2 separate regions of the Sus scrofa genome follow, and region 2 is linked to region 1. A link is a contact called in public HiChIP or PLAC-seq data. All regions are on one chromosome and are shown on one strand. The core of a region is the stretch at or near the end of the contact, and the rest is flanking DNA. Distances in the headings are between cores, read along the strand shown. Region 1 overlaps DST (dystonin). Region 2 overlaps DST (dystonin).

Evidence for each region. HiChIP or PLAC-seq counts read pairs in DNA pulled down with a chosen protein or histone mark.
Region 2: an H3K27ac HiChIP or PLAC-seq map of skeletal muscle shows a contact between it and region 1. The contact joins two enhancer-like sites. A contact is called at or near these places in 1 of 5 promoter capture datasets (liver), 18 of 47 Hi-C or Micro-C datasets (adipocytes, brain, embryonic fibroblasts and 11 more) and 1 of 2 datasets of contacts at active chromatin or transcription factors (skeletal muscle).

The regions. Positions count from the first base shown.
Region 1 is chr7:28,924,796-28,928,490 of Sscrofa11.1, forward strand. All of the region lies in intron 4 of DST (dystonin), which reads left to right. Among named protein-coding and RNA genes, the nearest start is that of DST, 110 kb to the left of the region's middle. Within about 2 kb of position 1,311, at least 3 of the 83 cell types and tissues checked have an H3K27ac peak or open chromatin away from gene starts, as enhancers often do. A contact at or near this core is called in skeletal muscle, where this site is marked.
Region 2 is chr7:28,984,709-28,988,077 of Sscrofa11.1, forward strand. The region is part of intron 4 of DST (dystonin); the gene reads left to right. Among named protein-coding and RNA genes, the nearest start is that of DST, 170 kb to the left of the region's middle. Within about 2 kb of position 1,498, at least 6 of the 83 cell types and tissues checked have an H3K27ac peak or open chromatin away from gene starts, as enhancers often do. A contact at or near this core is called in skeletal muscle, where this site is marked.

The DNA.
Region 1 (3,695 bases), core at 61-2,560:
AGTAAATGCTTTTTCTCCTCTCATCAGGACAGTGTGATTCTACTCATGGGCTTGGTGACAGAAGGAAATGAGAACTGTTCCAGCCGTAGTGGTCATTTTCAGTTCAGTTTTATGGCCTACTGGTGTATATGTGAATGGTCAAAATCTTGCCTTTTTGCTGTGTAAACTAACCTTGATGCCAGTTGAATTGAAAGCTGGAGTGTAAAGGTTTCTGGGAACTTTGTCCCTTTGGTACGGAGTGGTTTTCAGCTGGCTTTGAGATTCTGCAGAAACTTGATTTCAGGTTTCATCTGCTCATGTGGCTTCATGGTCAGTTGTATAACAAGTGACCTTTAACTGGGCTCCATCGTGATAGTGTTACATTGTAGCTAGTTATAACAACATTGGTCTGGGCTTTCTCTTTGCTCTTAAAAAATGAAATAGGCTTAATCCGGTAATGAGTGTTAGTTAAGATTGTGTTGGGCTGTTTGGAGCCGAAAACAGATGATGTCCTATCCCTCATTACCCGAAATCATCATTAAGCCAGAAGAGTAAGCATCTTCACATCGCTCCAGTAAAAAGTGTGCTTTTTTTTCCTTGGGGACTGAGAGGCCCCAGCTAGGACGGCCAGGCTGTAGGGCACCTCAATTTGGCGGTAGGATCCAGACTCCTATTATTTCTTCTCTGCCACTTGTGGTACATCATATGGTCATTCTCTCATTACAAGATGGCTGCTGCTCTTCCACCCTTTGCATTTCATTTCCACACGGGAAGAAGAGGAAGTGCAAGGACAAAGATCCAAAGATGCAGACTGGTTGATTCTGCCTCCTTTTGAAGAGCTTTTTTTAGAAGCCCACTGAGCACTTTTAGCTTATATTTCACTGGCCAAAACTGTTACAGGGGCCACTGCTGTCTGCAAGGTAGACTAGGAAAATACATACATTTCAGCTGGCCTCATTTAGTTCCTGAACAGAATTGAAGTTCTGTTGGTAAAGAATAAGGAGAGAATTGGAGTTCCTGTCGTGGCTCAGTGGTTAACGAATCCATCTAGGAACCATGAGGTTGCGGGTTCGATCCCTGGCCTTGCTCAGTGGGTTAAGGATACAGCATTGCCGTGAGCTGTGGTGTAGGTTGCAGACGCAGCTCGGATCCCGAGTTGCTGTGGCTGTGGTGTAGGCCGGCAGCTACAGCTCCGATTGGACCCCTAGCCTGGAAACTTCCATATGCTGAAGGTGAAGCCCTAGAAAAGGCAAAAAGACCAAAAAAAAAAAAAAAAGAAGAAGAGAGAATGGATATTGCGTTTGCAACCGGCAATGTCTGTCCTGAAATTGGAAACCTAAAGTCTGGACACGTTAATAACCATAACACGTATTTGACTTCACTGTAGTCGGAGAGAATAGCTGAGAGTCCAAGGATTTTCCAGATGACATAGTTGAGTATTTTATAGTGTTATTATTACATGGATTTGAAAAGTAATTGATACCAAATAATTAGGGTTTAAATTGACTGAGGAATTTGTTCATTGCCTTACAGCATAAGAAACACATATCAGTTCAGGAATGTCACCAGTTATTAGATACTCTTGGTGAATTTAACTTTGAACCCAAAATATCACACTCATGCTACTTTAGTCTTTGTCGTGTTGTTGTTGCTGTCCTGATTGAGCCTTGTACAGTTTTTCCAACAAGTTAGTCAACTCAGTTTAGTTAAGAATTTCAAAAAAAGCTGTATACTTTTTTCTTTACTTTTGTTAAATTCAGAAAAATTAAAACAAAATTTTTAGAGTTGAGGAAGACATTTTTATTTAGGAATAAAAATCAAAATGAGTGTCACCTTAATACAATAGGGTAGCCTATTTATCATATAAAATGTAAATAATGTTCCATAGCAGAAGTTCCTAAACAGGACAGTACATCAGAATCACCAGTGGAGACTAAAAATGCTTTTGCCCAGCCCTCAGCCAGTTCTAATTCAGAATCTTTTGAAGTGGGGCCTAGAGAGCTGTATTTTAAAACAAACTTTCTGATTTTTTTAAAAATTATTTTTATTAGAGTACCGTTGATTTACAGTGTGGTGTCAATTTCTTCTGTACAGTACACTGACCCCGACAAGCTATATGCTTTTTCAGACTTTTTATTGGAGTAATGTAAAGGTACTTGTTTTTCTGGCTTAATGATGATTTCAAGTAATAAGTGATTTGTAAGTCAAGGTGGTGAGAAGAACTCAATGTTCTAATGTTATTCTGCAGCCAGGCAGAGGCGTTTGTATGTTTCTGCCTTTGGGTCTAGGAGCCTGGGTCTTTGGGAGCTGGAGAGCTTGAACTGAGCCTGTTCATGAGACTGGGATTGGAAGAACTTTGAAAGTTGCAGAGGGGACACAAAAGATGGAATATCTGGGCTGTCCCATGTTCCTTTTTTTTTGATCATTAATATTCAGATTTTATTTCCTTTCTCTCAAGCTCTGATTTAAGTAAATGTTATATAACTCATTTAATCTTCACTATAACATTTTGAAATACTGTTATTATCCCGTATTTTACAGAGAGAAAATGAAGCAAAAAAAAAAAAAAAAGGTTAAACGTTTTTCTTTAATTCACAGAGTTGGAAAGTATCAAGGAAGACATAGTAGTTGTAAAAAAAAAAAAATCTCAAAATTGAAATAGCTAAGATTTCATGGAGGAAAACAGCACCAACAAGCTTCTTGTTTCTGTAATTTTTTTTTCCCCCAAAAAGTGGCACAAATCTTCCTAGTAAATCTTTTTTAGAAGAAAGACAAACCCTTTTAAACCCATGTCTAACAGAGGATTGGCGTTTTCTGGAATCCCAGTATCTAAGTTTGCTGGAACCTGACTAATTAAAAAATACATGTATATTGGAATATAGTTGACTGTTGACTGTGTTCTTTCCTGTTTTAGCTCCACAACTGAGTGTAAAAATGTATAAAACTCACTAAGGTTATTTGACTCCATAAGCCTGATGAATTGAGTGAGAAGCATTGTGGTTTTCAGCGTTTGGTATTTCACATGAATTAAAAAGCAACCCAGACGCTTCTGTTACCTGGGGCTCCTCTCTCTACAGTGACTTTCTTTTTGGGTATTCTAATAATCTAGGTTCATTTTATTTTGGGGGGCAATTTCTTTTTTAAAAAATTGCGTGGGAGTATGGTTGATTTCCAGTGTGGTGTTAGTTTACCACGGCTTTTGAAGAAGATCTGTGTCCATTTCTCAGCCCTTAGTAATTTATACAGATCTCATTCTGCTTACGACCGGAGGGGAATTTCAGGCAGCAGTCCGTTTGCTGAACTGTGTCATTATTTCTGTAAGTGATCAAATAAGGCTTTTTACAATTTATATATTTGTTTATCCCTTTAATACAATTTTCTCAGCTATGTTTTCCACCCTACTTTCTCCTCTCTTAGAAGAGGGAGCAAACAGTTCTGCTTGGGTTGGGTGTTGGGAAAAGCTGTGTCCTGACAGTCAAATAGGATTTTACCCCCGGAAAGGGTGCGGGTACCAGGAGGGGAAACCTCAGGACAGCTGCACTTCTTGTACAGCCACAGAACCTTCTTTGAAACTTTGGCTGAAGTGCATGATCAGTTTTAGACTTTAGCGAACGTTAGGGCTGGGCTGAGGGTCTGGGAAGATGGATGTGGGCTCCGTGGACCAGACTGAAAAGAGCCTGGGGGGCCGCGGCTCGCACCAACTTTGGGGAGTCTTC
Region 2 (3,369 bases), core at 248-2,747, 60 kb after region 1:
AGCATGTTAATTCAGTATGGGGGTGGTTATACGGGACGCACAGTGAAGAAATGTTACCTGGTGACCAGTACTTAGGAGGGCCCGAGGCTCAGAAAAGAATATAAAGACAGGTCGGGAGTGCCCGCCATGGCTCAGCTGTTAATGAGTCTGACTAGCATCCATGAGGACACAGGTTTGATCCCTGGCCCTGCTCAGTGGGTTAAGGATCTGGTGTTGCCGTGAGCTGTGGTGTAGCTTGCAGATGTGGCTGGGATCCCGCGTTGCCGTGGCTGTGGTGTAGGCTGGCGGTTACAGCTCCAAATCAGCCCCTAGCCTGGGAACCTCTGTATGCTGTGGGTGAGGCCCTAAAAAACCAAAAAAAAAAAAAAAAAAAAAAAAAGACAAGTGTACTAGTTATCTATTCTGCATAACGAACGTTTAAAGTTGTGGAATAGTTGACCTACAATGTTGTGTTAGTATTTTTTTTTTAATTTTAATGATTTTAATTTTTTTTTCCATTATAGCTGGTTTGCAGGGTTCTGTCAGCTTTCTACTATACAGCAAGGTGACCCAGTTACGCATACATGTATACATTCTTTTTCTCACATTATCATGCTCCGTCATAAGTGACTAGATATAGTTCCCAGTGCTACACAGCAGGATCTCATTGCTTATCTGTTGTGTTAGTTTCAGGTGAACAGCAAAGTGATTCTGTTTTATATATATACTTTTTCAGATTCCTTTCCCATATAGGTTTTTATAGGATATTGAGTCACGTTCCCTGTGCTATACAGCAGATCCTTGTTGATTAATTCTTTTATGTATAGCAGTGTGTTTCTTTTAATCCAAAACTCCTAATTTATTCCCCTCCCACAACCAAAAGTTTGTTTTCTGTGTCTGAGTGTCTATTTCTGTTTCATGAAGTTCATCTGTATTATTTTTATTAGATTCCACCTGTTAGTGATCCCATATGAGATTTGTCTCTCTCTTACTTCACTTGGTTGGATCATCTCCATCCATGTTGCTGGGATTTTCCATGTAACAAATTACTCACCAGCCTAGAAGCTTTAAACAGTATTTACCATCTCACGGAGCCTGGGAGTGGCTTCGCTGGGAGTTGGGGGCTGGTCTGTCACCAGAAGGCAGGCAGCCTGGTCGTCAGGCCAACAGAAGGCGAGGGGTCCCGGGCTTACCCTGGGGGTTGTCCCCAGGGGCTGGCCACTGCTGTGATGTACCTGTGGCCACCACCTTCCTGAGGGCCCTGGGCCCTATGTAATGCCACTTCAGAGCACCCTGTGACAAAATGACCTGTGATCTGAAATGTTCTCTTCTGCTAAGTGACCCTGATTCTCACTGTTTACTTTTGAATATAAACCTGAATAAAAACAACGGGGAGTTTTAAAGAGCATGTCGTTTGTTGCCTTAGTTTTGTAGTTTTTTAGACTGGAGATGCTGCCTGGTAACCACGTGGTCAGAGTCACATGAAGGACCAGCTGCAGCTCTGGTAGTGGACAGAAGACATTTGTACGTTTGACTCGCAGGAGAGAGTAATCTGGCCACAGCCCCCCACCCGACCCCTGCCACACCGAGAGCATCGGAGCATAGAAACATCATTTAAGAAACATCTCTTGGAGTTCCAGTCATGGCTCAGTGGTTAACGAATCCGACTAGGAACCACGAGGTTGCGGGTTCGATCTCTGGACTCACTCAGTGGGTTAAGGACCTGGCGTTGTGAGCTGTGGTGTAGGTCGCAGATGCAGCTTGGATCCCGCGGTGCTGTGACTCTGGCGTAGGCCGGCGGCTACAGCTCCGATCCTAGCCTGGGAACCTCCATATGCCGCAGGAGCAGCCCTAGAAAAAGGCAAAAAGCCAAAAGAAAAAAAAAGAAAGAAAGAAACATCTCTTGATTCAGCTCATAAAGAACTTAGGTCTCTTTTTATTCATGTTTTCCCCTTCATAAAAGAATTCAGATGTTATACTGAAAAATTTACTCTGTCCATTAAGGTGTAAATTTGACATTTGGTTTTGCCAAATGATAAAGTGCTTATATGGCAGAAGTTGGCCCACAGTCTAAAATTATACTTACTTTTAAAAGTTGATATTTGGATAGGTCAGTTTTCTTCCCATTGCTCAACCCTGACGTTTAAAATAGCCTGGAGCCCACCTGATCAGGTGTAACTTTCCCCTGCTTCTGCTGCGGTGTCTCTTAAGGAAAGCAGTTTCTTAGTAATGCTGGGGTTCTTTTATTTTCTCGCTTGAATATTCACACTTGAGGTTATGATTGCACAGACCACGCACCAGCCTGGTGACTCTGATGTAACCTTGCAGTAGGGTGAGAAAACATTTTGCAGCTGAGCTTAAAAGGTCACGCACTCCCTGAACTTGTAGGTAAAATTTGGTGTCTGTGTACATGTGTGATGTGCATTTGAAAGGAAGCCTGCAGATTTCACCAGATTCTCCAAGGGACCTGTGATCCCCACACTGCTAATGACTCTGTGTTTTGTGCCATTTTAACCCCTGGTTGTGATTAATTTTGCTGTTATGTTTGTGCAGTCAGTGTTTGTGGCAAACAGGGAACAGATATTTCTATTTTTTGCATAGGCAAATGGAGTCTTGCCATTTTACCCACAAATACGCAAAACTAAAACATCTACGTGAATATTTTGACCCAGGGCCTTTGTACTTCTTTGACAATGATTTATAACTTTCGAATTGTTGGAGATAAACATTTTTACCATGTAATGTACAGACGTCCTCACACTCCACATTCGATTCGGGAAATTCTGGTGTCTCCTTAAATGACACTGCATTCTTGAACTATTACGTGACAGCCACAGCCAGAATGTCGGGGGACAACTGCTCTTCGCAGACAATTTTAGTCGCATACCAGGGTGAGGATTAGCGCTCATCTAAATTGGGGGCCCCGTGAAAAAGAATTTATGAACTTCCAAAGTGATGCCCAGTTTTCTTAGGTAATGTTTTTCATTCTGTTCCCTTTTGAAGAGACTCTATTATCTAACAGGAATTCAGTTAAAATACCTCTTGGTAATTGGATGGTCAGTGTTCATTTTAAAACACAAGTTATTCTGAGATGTGGTGGCTCTCAGGCTGTATGTATACTGTCCAGAAGAAAGGGTTTTTTTTTGTTGGTTTGTTTTTTAATAAACGGAGCTCTCTTTTCTCCAACTTCCACTTTATTCCTCAATAGTTAGTTTCCTGGCTGGTTATTTGTTTGTTTACATGCTTAAAGGCAGCAGGTTTTTTTGTTTGTTTGTTTGTTTGTTTGTTTGTTTTTCCCCCCCGAGAGTCCCACTTTAAGGAGCAGCAAAAACTAGTATGGGGAAGATTCTAGTTCATCTTTTCGAACCTGTATGACTTTGAAGAACTGGG